Regions from separate parts of the Mus musculus genome. Here region 2 is linked to region 1. The links are chromatin contacts, called in public ChIA-PET maps. All regions are on one chromosome and are shown on one strand. The core of a region is the stretch at or near the end of the contact, and the rest is flanking DNA. Distances in the headings are between cores, read along the strand shown. Region 1 overlaps Traf2 (TNF receptor-associated factor 2). Region 2 holds the start of Anapc2 (anaphase promoting complex subunit 2).

The links. ChIA-PET counts read pairs in DNA pulled down with a chosen protein or histone mark.
Region 2: a contact with region 1 is called in an RNA polymerase II ChIA-PET map of effector CD8 T cells, with 10 read pairs. The contact joins the promoter of Anapc2 here to the enhancer-like site in region 1. A contact is called at or near these places in 2 of 39 promoter capture datasets (the C10 cell line and liver), 1 of 484 Hi-C or Micro-C datasets (the C10 cell line), 6 of 115 datasets of contacts at active chromatin or transcription factors (the SCID.adh cell line, effector CD8 T cells, embryonic stem cells and 3 more) and 3 of 9 other capture datasets (adipose tissue, liver and pancreatic islet).

The regions. Positions count from the first base shown.
Region 1 is chr2:25,531,480-25,537,506 of GRCm38.p6, reverse strand. It overlaps Traf2 (TNF receptor-associated factor 2), which reads left to right. Exons shown (of 11, transcript NM_009422.3): 3 at 358-436; 4 at 733-831. Among named protein-coding and RNA genes, the nearest start is that of Traf2, 12 kb to the left of the region's middle. Within about 2 kb of position 3,101, at least 187 of the 459 cell types and tissues checked have an H3K27ac peak or open chromatin away from gene starts, as enhancers often do. A contact at or near this core is called in the SCID.adh cell line, adipose tissue, effector CD8 T cells and 2 more, where this site is marked.
Region 2 is chr2:25,269,100-25,275,126 of GRCm38.p6, reverse strand. Anapc2 (anaphase promoting complex subunit 2) reads right to left here and starts at 2,661. Exons shown (of 13, transcript NM_175300.4): 1 at 2,450-2,661; 2 at 1,590-2,212; 3 at 1,195-1,327; 4 at 287-461. The coding sequence starts at 2,611. It overlaps Ssna1 (SS nuclear autoantigen 1), which reads left to right and starts at 2,709. Exons shown (of 3, transcript NM_023464.2): 1 at 2,709-2,829; 2 at 2,999-3,198; 3 at 3,546-4,088. The coding sequence starts at 2,778. The coding sequence ends at 3,653. Tprn (taperin) reads right to left here. Exons shown (of 4, transcript NM_175286.4): 3 at 5,888-5,994; 4 at 5,241-5,771. The coding sequence ends at 5,709.

The DNA.
Region 1 (6,027 bases), core at 1,852-4,351:
CACCCACATTTTTCTACCATGTAGTTTGGAGGCCAGGGCCTACAGTCAAGGCTCAGTGACAAAGCACTTACCTGGCATTCATGAAGCTTTAGCTAGATCCCTGACATCACAAATTCAAAAAGAAAAAGGAGGAGATGGTTAGCCTTACAAGTTCAGGCCCCGATACCCTTTTCTATATTGAAGCTTCTCATTTGTGGGTTTTCATGATATTGTACAGTTGATATACTAGTTTGTTCAAAGATGAGAAAAACAAAGAATGAACAGTGTGGAGCCGGGTTGTGGGCTGAGCAGGCAGTGCTCAGAGATTCTCCAGAGCGGGCATTTGAGCGGACTTTGTGTTTCCTGTGTTCCCACCAGCTCTGGGCCCCAGAACTGTGCTGCCTGTGTCTATGAAGGCCTGTATGAAGAAGGCATTTCTATTTTAGAGAGTAGTTCGGTAAGTACTCAGTGCTGAGAGAAACATGTCAAAATGAACAGAAATGTTTAGCAAGCGGTTTTGTTCTGTAACACTGGTAACGGAATGAGGATTTGGGCGTTGAGAGTGGCCTCTTCATGACCTTTAGGGTTGGAAAGGCTAAGTGTGGGCCGGCTGGTCCTTAGTTACCTTCTGCCCCACGTGCTTGCTGAAAAGGGTGGCTCAGCTAGTTTTGGGTAGGGTCTCTGATCTAGACGTTGCTTCATCGACAGTAGGGTACTGGGAGAGGGTGTAACCCAAGGACATTCCTGTTCCAGGCCTTTCCAGATAACGCTGCCCGCAGAGAGGTGGAGAGCCTGCCAGCTGTCTGTCCCAATGATGGATGCACTTGGAAGGGGACCTTGAAAGAATACGAGGTAGATGGACATTTCTGTTCTGGCCCGGTGGCTGAGTCTCCAGCAGTGGACTTTAAAAAATAATTTATTTCTATGCATGTGTGGTTTGCTTGCATGTATGTCTGTGCAAGTGTATTGGACCCTTGGAACTGAAATAATGGACAGCTGTGAGCTGCCTACCGAGAATTGAGCTGGGTCCTCTGAAGAGCAGTCAGTGCTCCTAACTTTTTTTTCTTTCTTTTTTTTTTTTAAGATTTATTTATTTATTTTATATAAGCACACTGTCGCTGTCTTCAGACACTCCAGAAGAGAGCATCCAGTCCCATTACAGATGGTTGTGAGCCACCATGTGGTTGCTGGGAATTGAACTCAGGCCCTCTGGAAGAGCAGATGGTACTCTTAACCGCTGAGCCATCTCTCCAGCTCCCATGCTTTTGAGTCATCTCTTCAACCCCTACAAAACATTTCTCATAGAAGCCGTGTTCTAGTTTTGCTAGAACTGGCCTGGCTAATGTATGTGAAAAAAGTTCCTCCTCAGAGCTGGCCATGGTGGCACACTCCTTTAATGCCAGTACTCGGGAGGCAGAGGCAGGTAGATCTCTGAATTTGAGGCTAGCCTGGTCTACAGAGAACGTTCCATGACAGCCATCACTTCATAGAGAAACCCTGTCTCAAAAAAACAGAAAAGAAAGGAAAAGAAGGACCTTTTTTTCTCTGAGTATGCCTGTGACCCCAGCACTTGGGAAGGTGAGGCTAGAGAATGCTGAGTTGAGGGCTAGCTGGGCCTACCTAGCGAATTTTGTTTTTGTTTTATTTTGTTTCTTTCTTTGTTTAAAGAGTACCCTTTTTGAAACCCAAATAGTGCAGGTAGGCCTGTACCATAAGCCTGTCACTTCTTTCCACGTCCTACTCCAGTTCCCCAGAGGTACAGTAGGACGGGAGTGCCTTACATAAGAAGCTAGCGCCAGGCTGGCCTTGGTAACACCTTTGTGTTGCTTTGGCTGCAAAGTTTTCATTGTTTGCAGGAAGCTGCAGCTTTTAAGCTCAGTGGGAGTCTGTGGTGTATATCATACCCACCAGGGATTTCTCTATTGTTATTTGTTTTCTATTTCTTTTGAGTCAGTCTTTTTTTTTTTTGTTTTTGTTTTTTGTTTTGTTTTTCGAGACAGGGTTTCTCTGTATAGCTCTGGCTGTCCTGGAGCTCACTTTGTAGACCAGGCTGGCCTCGAACTCAGAAATCCGCCTGCCTCTGCCTCCCGAGTGCTGGGATTAAAGGCGTGCATCACCACACTCGGTGTGAGTCAGTCTTTCTATAGCCCTGTTGTCCTGGAATTCAGAGATCCACTTGCCTCTGCCTCTTGAGTTCTGGGATTAAAGATGTGCACTACCCTGCCTCACTCACAAGAGTTTTCTTGCTGTGAATTGTGTTGACTCTGGAAGTTATTTAACTAATGGGTATATTTGTTTTGGTCACAGAAAGTCATCTAGAAGGCCAGAGGAAGAGGTGGTCTATGAAAGGGGCCAGTGTAGTGTGGACATTAGCATGAGCTTTTTTTTTTTTTTTTTTTTTTTTTTTAGTATGTCACCTTTAGGCATCTTGAGTTAAACCTGCATTACAGAGGCCACGTGGTTAAGTGACACTCCTCCAGTCTACCAAGTTTCTCATTCCTCTTGTTGCTTTAGTCAACAACCTTCAAAGAAGTTTTTGATTCCGCTGGACATGGTGATGCACACCTATAATCCCTATTCTTAGAAGGCTGAGACAGGAGGACCATGTGTTCAGAGGTGGCCCAGGCTGCTAGTGAGGCCTTGTCTTTCCTATGCCTGCCTCTTGTGTCTGGCTATATGTCCCGTGACCTGTTGACTGGTCACACTTTAGGTTTCAGTCTCTAGCTGAGCAGTTTGGGCTTCACTTGGGTGAACAAGAAACTCATTTTTTTCAAGCATGGTGTCAGGACCTGATCAAGAGTCATAGTCCACACTGTATCCTTAAAATGAAATGCTTAGTGCTGCCTGTGAAAGAGACGGCTCCTAGGGAAGTGACATGCTTGGTGTATTGGGTGGATGCAGGAAAATGTGGGTGTAGGGCATGGTGGCCTATAGAACCTGTTTGCTCTTGAAGGTGTTTTGAGAGACCCCTGGGGCAAGTGGAATAATTCTTCCCAGGCCTGTGGTAGGCTTTAGATTCCCCCAAGATTTCTGTTGCTTCCAGGCCTGTGGTACTGTAGGTCAGTGACTGTGTGGGCCTCTGACTGATGGCCAGGAACTGCAGCCAGGCCATGGGCTTGGTGCCATGTGGCTTTGTAGGCATGCAGAGTGGAAAGTCCCTGGCTGCACCCTTTGAGAGCTCTGGAAAGTCCCTGAGATGAGTTGGGTTTGGTCACATGGGAGGGCAGGCACAGCTCAGCCTTAGCTGATTTTATTGATAAAAACTTGTCGCTGGTGGCAAATGTCACAAGCCAGAGAAGAAATTACACCCTCTTTGTGCAGTCATCACCACAGATAATCCTCTCTTCTGCCTGTCACAAATCTCTTTATTTCTTAGCTTTCACTGGAACTAAGGTTGTAACTAAAACATTTTTTTTATGGTTTGAATTATTTAAAATGTTTGAAAGATGGGAAAAAAATCCTGCTTAGCCTTTGGCTCTGTTTTCCTTTATGATAATGTCTTTCATTCTGAAGATGAATTGAAAGCTGTATTAAAGTCTGTTGTCCTGAAGGCAAAGCCTGGTACTGCACTAGGGAAAGCAAAGGCTGCCAGATCTCTGTGAGTTCCAGGCCAGCCTGGTCCCCACATAGTGAGTTCCAGGCCAGCCAGGCTACAGATTCCAGGGAACAGCTGAAACTGGGAAGGCAGGTGTGCCAGTCGGCATGGCCTCATCGTGGACTTGCTTTTCACATTTATTTATTTTATGTGTATGGGCTTTTATCTGTATATGTATATGTGCATCACTTGCATACCTGGTGCCCAAAGAGGGACTAGAAGAGGGCACTGGCTCCCTTAGAACTGGACTTAAGGTTGGCTGTGAGCCACCATGTGGGAGCTGGGAGTTGAACCTGAGTCTGCTGCAAGAGCAACAAGTGCTTCTAACCACTGAGCTCTCTCTCCAGCCCATCATTATAGTCTACATAGTGAATTCCAGACCAGGCAAAGTTATATAGTGAGACCCTTTCTCAACCACACCCATCCACCCCACCCCCCAAAATTTCAGTTTTAACAACTATATTTTCTTAAAATGTTAAATTTGAATTCTGCTTGAATAAATGCTGATAGATTTAGATTGTGTCTGCTAGGGGAGTTTGAGCTTTGTCTTTGTTGCCTGAATGTGTTGTTACAAGTGTGTCTTCTGTAATCCTTTATGGTCAGGACCTGAGGACAAGCATTCATTCCCTGGTCTCCCCCAGGACTCATCTAAAAAAGTCAGGTACGGCAGCATACGCCTGTAATCTCAAAGTTGGAGAAGCAGAGACAGGAACATCTCTGGGGTTTGGTGGCCTGCCAGCCTGGAGTATTGAGTGAATATTCAAGTCACTCTCAGGTTCTGAGTTTAGCTGGGATTTGAAGCAGCCAGTGCAGGGCATGGAACACAGGGCCATGAACACACAAAGCACATACTCACCCACTGAGCCTCACCTGTCCCAGGAGAGAAACAGTTTATTGAAATTTGTCAGAATCCAGGTTTCATAGAATGAATTGCATAAGGTCCTGTCTCAAAAAACCAGTATGAGAAATATAGAGAAACTCTGAGCAGAGGACTGAGAGCCAAGTCAGTGCTAGGCTCCTGGTGCCTCCAGAACTTCTGTCAGCTGTCTCTCAGCCCGTGTTGGCCTTTGTGGACTACTTCAAAGCAAATGTAAGATGCCTCGTCATTTTTCTTGTTTATTTTTTAGTATAGAGGATTAACTCCAGGGTTTTGTGCATTCTAGGCTTTCTTCTACCGTATAACAGCTTTGTATAGTGTGTGTGTGTGTGTGTGTGTGTATGTGTGTGTGTGTGTGTGTGTGTGTGTCTCCATGTGGCTGCGCATGTGTGCATGTGCATTTGGAGACCAGAGGTTAACATTGGGTGTCATTTCTCAGGAGCCATCCACTTTACTAAGATAGTTTCCTATTGGCCTAAGCTCAGCACTTAGTCTAGGATTCCTGACCATCTTACCTGAGGGTCCTCCTACCTTTGTTTACCCAACATTGGAATTACAAGAGCACACTGCTATATGTGACTTTTTAAAATAGGAGGTTTGAGGGTCAAAACTCAGGTCTTAATGTTTGTGTGGGATGTACTTTCATCAGCTGAGCCATTTCCCCAGCCCCAAGTCATAAGTAGCCTTTTAGTTAAATTATAGTAACAACTAATTTTTTTCAAATACTATTTGTTTATTTAATGTATATGAGTACATTGTAGCTGTCTTCAGACACACCAGAAGAGGGCATCAGATCCCATTAAAGATGGTTGTGAGCCACCATGTGGTTGCTGGGAATTGAACTCAGGACCTCTGGAGAAGCAGTCAGTGTTCCTAACCACTCAGCCATCTCTCCAGCCCCAACTTAACTGTTTTTGTACATTAGTCTTACCTTCTGTAAACTGTTATAGCATAATAGCTTGAGGCCTTTTTTTTTTTTTTCCTCCGAGACAGGGTTTCTTTGTATAGCCCAGGCTGTCCTGGAACTCACTTTGTAGACCAGGCTGGCCTCAAACTCAGAAATCCGCCTGCCTCTGCCTCCTGAGTGCTGGGATTAAAGGCGTGCGCCACCATGCCTGGCTGAGGCCCCTCTTTGTGCTTGTTTAATAACTAGTTGTTGCACACTCAGGGAGTTACAGGATCATGGCACACAGAGCCCCTTGGGCTGGAGCGTTAGTGTGGTTGTCTAAGCCCTTATGTGTCCTAGCTTGGGGGTTGCCAAGCACTTAGACTGAATGCACCACTTCTGCTTTTCCCGACTACAGTCCCACCTCCGTCCTAGGATTTGATTGAGGGTCTCTCACCCTGTTGTCTTCTTAGAGCAACCTTCCTCCAGAGTCATTTGGATAACTCTGAACAGCTGATTTGATCTTTATGGCTCTGCTGTTGGGTCTTTTCTCGCCTACTCTGGACTGTGTCTCAGCCTCAGGAACTTGCCTCTTGCCTATTAACCTTCTCCTAGAAGTTTTCCTCCTCTGTAGTTCGCTCTGTGTCTCTGCTTCCAAACACACACACACACACACACAAAAGACCGTAG
Region 2 (6,027 bases), core at 1,412-3,911, 260 kb after region 1:
AGCGCTCTTCCAGGAGTCATGAGTTCAAATCCCAGCAACCACATGGTGGTTCACAACCATCCATAACTAGAAACAAATAATGCCTATGGGCCAGAGCAAGTGGGACCAGAGCTAGAGGGAGAAGAAGGGGGAGGTGGATACTTAGAAGCACCTGCTCAATGCTGACCTAGACTCTGAGCCATGTCAGAGGGAGTCTACCATGCTCACCACCCTGCCAACAGCAGAAGGGAAAGCAAAGGCAATCACTGGGAAAGGTAGCTCCTGAAAATTAAGAGGCAGGACCAACCTCGGATGATGCTGAAAAGCTCCTCGATGCGTAGGGTGGCATAGATACGGTAGAAGAATCTCTGTACGTGGCAGCGCCAACGACGCAGTGTGTTCCCAGCTTCTGGAGAAGTTGGTCTGGTGGGGTTGTCCTGAAGGAACACTTTGCCAAGCCAACCAACCACTCTCTCTATCCACTGTGAAAGATCATTAGTGTGTGAGGTGTAATAACATTTAAAAGCTCCCTTCTGACTCAGTAACCACACACCTTTGGCAGGACCCTAGAGGTGCCCCAACCTGTGTGTAGAGGCCAGAAGTATCAAGTCTACACTCTACTGCCCAGGAGTTTCCAAGTTTACGACTCTAGGCCAAGACTGCTGGGACACCCACTTTAATCACTCCCCATCATGGCTAATATGCATCCACAGCAGATAGACTCTTGAAGAATGGGAAGTACGGAGTGAAGCAGAAACAAGGTCTATGGCTTCATGGGGCTGAACCTAGCTTCTTCACAATACAAACCATACCTCAACAGTATGGGCAACCAGAAGCATTCACTGGGACACCCTAGCTCCATGCTAGAGTGTACACTGGTTACAGGTTAATCCTGAAGGGAACTGTAGGCAATGGAAACTTGTAGGCAGTGGAAAGAAAAGGGTCTCGTAGGCCTGTCTTGCCACACCTACCTGAGGAAACTCGTTGTAGCTACCTCTGGTCCAGGATTTAAAATTTTTATTTTAAATGCACGACCTATTTAGTACATACGAGATTTGTTCTTGTCATCAGGATCCAGGACTGGCTTCTATAGACAGCACCAGGATAACCTCAACCATCACCACTCCTGGTCAACTTGCCTACTGTTTGGTATCAGGTCTACCACAACTCCACTTTTGCCTTTAACAAGAAACAGACCAGAGAGGTGATTCTCACCTTGTGAAACTCACGCAAAAAAGAGCGCTCATACTCTCCTCGGCAGCGGTCTTCCATCCTTTCCCGGGTCACCTGATGCAGGGTGGTTGTCACGGCCTCAGCACAAACCCGCTCCAGCAGACTGAGCCTATGCCTAGAAAAGATCCCCGCTCATGGAGAACCCACAACACACATCTGTCCCTTACCTAGGAGGGCTCTCCCCATAAAGATACTGCACACACACCCTATGCCTATGTCCAGGACAGTATAAACGTGATGAACAATAATCCCTGGTTACAAGTATGGGCAAAAAAGACATCGCCAGTTAGTCTATAAGCTCTATTGAGAGGTCTTTTGAATTCAGGACTAATGAAGCTTGCAGAGAAACCGCAGCATGGTTAGGAAGCAGTACTCACAGGACCTGGCTCAGCTGGTTGAACTGCTCCAGTGCCTGCCGGCACCAGCACTGCTGCTTGTCACTGCCACATCCTGCGCACAGAGGACTCTGCAAAAGTCGGTAGTACCTGCGGCGGGCATACCGGCTATCTAGCTCACCCTCTAGTTCCGGGTCTGTGCCCCCTTCTCCTTTTCTCTTGCTCTGCATATAGACTCTCAAGAAACGACCATAGAGGCGCTGGACCATCTCCTGGAATGTCCTAGGGGTGGAAAAAAACAGGACTCCCCGCAACATAGTGTGAACTTTCTCCCGAAGCCCCTGAGCTCCAGCGCCCATCAGCAAGCCCAGACGAGTCCATTTCTCTAGGAGTTCTAGGCTATGCAGATAGGGATCCAAGCGGCTTTCCAGCAGACCGAACGCATCCAGGAGCAGCCCAAGGCACTGGGGCTCATCGACAGAGTTTTCTCGCAGAGCGATGGCATTCCAGAACTCCGTGGCAATATTGCCTTGAAGGTCGTTCTGCAGCACTTCCACGAACCACTCCTCCAGGACAGAGTGCAGACCGTGTCCCCTCAGAACCTCCACCGCTGCACGAAGCTCTTCCTCCTTTGGTGGGACTGCACCGCTGGTCCGGGAAGACGCCTGGAGCACGGAAAACCGTGAGCAGAGGGGCGGAATAGGGGTAAAGGGAGAGGAGGGGCATGGAAAAACCCAGCAACCGAAGAGCTGCCAGGGAACCAAACAAATCAGGTAGCTGAGGAAGGAGGCAAGCCCACTACAGGCAGGCCACGGAGCTGTGAGGCCCCAAGGGTGGACCCCCTAAAGTATGCAAAGTCGCGGGAAATCTGCACAGGCCCGACAACCTTTCCCCGGCCTCACCAGCCCCAGCGCGGCCGGCGGCACCAGACCGGTGCTCACAGTATTCCAGGCAACCAAGAGCTCCTGTCCAGGCCTAGAGTCGCAGTCATCGGAGGCAATAATTGTCGCCGCCGCCGCCGCCGCCGCCGCCGCCGCCGCCACCGCCACACCCTCGGCCTCCATCACTGTCCACAAAACAGACCCGCCCAGTAGAGCGCACGGTGATGACGCAAGCGCGGACCTGTGGCGCAGCCGTGACGTTCACCAGCCCGCGCGCTTTGTGGGCAGTGCGCAGGTGCGGACTTAGCTGTGCAGGCGGCGGTTGAGGCTTCCGGACGCGGTGCAGACCATGACCCAACAGGGCGCGGCGCTGCAGAACTACAACAACGAGTTGGTCAAGTGTGAGCGTCGGGCACTGAAGGCCGCGGGCCGGGGCCGGCCGACCCACTCGGGAGGCTGCGTGGACATGCCTCACGAGCCCCGCTCTGCGGCCTGCCCCTCTGTCATTGCTGGTTGGGGTCGGAAGCTCACGAGTCCCCACCCACAGCTCTGTCTTCCCACCCACCCTAGGCATCGAGGAGTTGTGTCAGAAGCGAGAGGAGCTGTGCCGGCAGATCCAGCAAGAGGAGGACGAAAAGCAGCGGCTACAGAATGAGGTGAGGCAGCTCACGGAGAAGTTGGCCCGCGTCAACGAGAACCTGGCGCGCAAGATCGCCTCTCGCAACGAGTTTGACCGGACCATCGCAGAAACCGAGGCCGCCTACCTCAAGGTGGGGCTCTCAGATGTCTGTTGTGAGTGCCTTACTACCATCTGAGGCTAGGTAGGGCCCATTGTGGTTCAGAGGCTGTAGGTGGAACAGTGGGCTGTCTGTGGGTTCCAAAAGTGAGCATTGGTGTATTGGACAGAGTACACGGTGTGGGCCTGAATTAACCCAGCCTGGCTTTGCAGGGTGGAAGAGCTCTGGGACAGGTGCAGAAGGGAGGATGGTTTTACTCCATAACCAGTTGGCTACAGCACAGATGACCAAATTGAGATTTCCATCCTCCATTATTAGAGCCTGAGGCAATGGGACCTTCCTACCAGAGAAATAACATCCTTTTATTTCTCTGGCCCCAGATCCTGGAGAGCTCTCAGACTCTGCTTAGTGTACTCAAAAGAGAAGCTGGGAACCTGACTAAAGCCACAGCTTCAGACCAGAAGAGTAGTGGAGGCAAGGACAGCTGACGAGTGCCTGTTTCAGCCGTGGCCTATGGCTGCTTAGTCCTCAACATGTCTGTCCTAAAGCATCTTTGTTCTTCGTGGCCTCAGATGTCTTTTATCTCTGGTGCCCAGAGGGGCAATTTCTGACCTCCACCTGCCTAGACAAGAAAAGCCCTAGGACAGTCCAATGGAAGAGGTGTTCCCAGCTCCGTACTCACATGTGCTGTGGGGACCCTGAGCAGCTCCATGAGGGGCCTCTCTCTGAAGCTCCTGAATCCCTTTGGGCTACCAGGAATGTCCTGGTCCTGGTCTGAGTACTGTGGGAGCCCCTCACTTTGTCTCCCCAGCCACTAGGGCCCCAGGCCAGACATGTTGAAGAAAGAATCTTGACTCCAGAACCAAAACCTTAGGGCCCATCCCCATGGCCTCTGGTGTTTCAATAAAGGTTGTTTTGCAAGATCTGTGTCTGCTAGCTACCATATATCCTGTTGGTAAGAAGACCTGCAGTTTTTCCCTTTCTTATCTTCAAAACACAAAATGCTGAAAGTACTCACCTCACACAGGTCAGCCCTAGCCCTTAACTCTCTTTGCAAAGGTGCTGGTGTTTTCCCCAAGTCCAGAACACAAACCACTTTTCTGTGAGGGGCTTTGCTCTACGATGGTGCTCAATACAGAACCTGGCTCAGAGATAGAGACAGGGACAGTAAGTTCTGTTTGGTCCAATCTGCTGCTGCTGCTGTTAGGACCCATCTTCCAACCACATGTGTTGCTTACTTACTATTTCCATGTGCCCTATGACCCAGCCCTTTGTCACAGCTTCTGGGGAAAGTTTGGAAGTATTTGGTGACCAAAAAGATCCAGAAAACAGCTGTGGTAGTTTACACCTGTCATCCTTCGTTGAGGAAGAAGGATCGCCTTAAAATCAAGGCCATTCATGTCTGCATAGTAAACTGTAAACCAGACTGGGACATAGTATGAAACCCTTTCTTAAACAACAAAAAAAGTACCTATAAAGCTGGGCTTTTACTCTCTGAGAGAAACCTACTTCAACATTCTCCTTAGCTCTAGTCAAGCAGTGACAGGAAAAGAAGACACATTCGGTGCCTGCAGATGGCCTACACTGGCTGCCAAGGCCTCTGCGAACAGTTTCCAAGCAGGCAGCTCTGCATTCCCCTAGCCTTTTGGGAATCTCTGTTGCTATAGCCTTGTTACAGGCTTATACATCGGGAGGTATCCAAATCAAACATGAGAAAAGATCTCCAAAGTTCCATTTAGCCCCATTCCTGTGTGATACACGACTAGCTACTTTACTAGGCTCCTAGCCCTGTGCTGAATCCTGTCAATTATAACACTAACCTTCCTCCCTTCTGGCATCTAGACCCCTGAGTCATGGGAGTTGCAGAGCCCAGAGGTTAGGTCCACTTCCCACAGTACTAGCTCTGGGAGAGAGAGTAGTAGACTTGCAGTGGGAAGAGAACAAAAGCCAGAGCCAGACCAGCAAGCTCAAAGTGTGACAGTACCAGGCTGGGGCCCTTTTGCTTTTTTTGCACACAGGTGCCAAGTTAGGACCTTGTTCTCAGACTGAGAGCTGTGTAAAGAAGGCAAAAGCAGCCTTGTTACAGTGCTGTTTATTGAATCCAATATCAGGGGAGAAAAAAAAGAAAAAACACCCTGCCATCTTTCATGAAAAGTAGCTGAGTTCGCTGAGGGCAGGAGCTTGGATTTCGGCAAAGAACAAATAACTAGGGTAGCCTCTCACTCCTCGCAGTGGCCACTCCTCAAAAGGTAGGAGCTGAAATTTCCGACAGCACTCTGGGACAAGATCTGCTCAGGCCTCCACCTCATCACAGATGAGACAGTATGGACAGATGTCAGCCTGTCCCACAGGCAGTTCCCACCTGTTCATCCTTGGTGTGAGATTCAGATCTGGCCCTAAAGGCAAAAGGAGGTAACAGAGAGAGAAGGCAGGGAGAGCCAGGTAGAGGGGCACAGAATACAGTCAGGGCTCCTGGGTATTGACTGGCTTCCAGGACCACCACACCTGGGGCTAAGTCTTGGCCATCCTGACAGTTGCAGGGGTCAGAAATAGAGGGCTGGCTCGCTGCGGAAGTCCGAGAGGTCGTTCTGACTGGCAGGTGTGAGCTGAGAGAAAGAATAGAATATACCACTAAGGCTTATCCAGGCTTCAACCATTCCCCAAGCCAGTCAGCCTCCTTTGGTGATCTGGGTGTTCACCCAGCACCCTCCACCTGGCTTACCATGACCTCCTTCGGTGGGAGCTCCACATCAGTTGGAGTCTGCACCAGTGTCTGTTCCTGCCACTTGCTGAAGGCCATGGAATGCTTTGGAGTGTAGCTGGACAGACCTGTGAACGGAAGACAACAGGCATGGATACCTG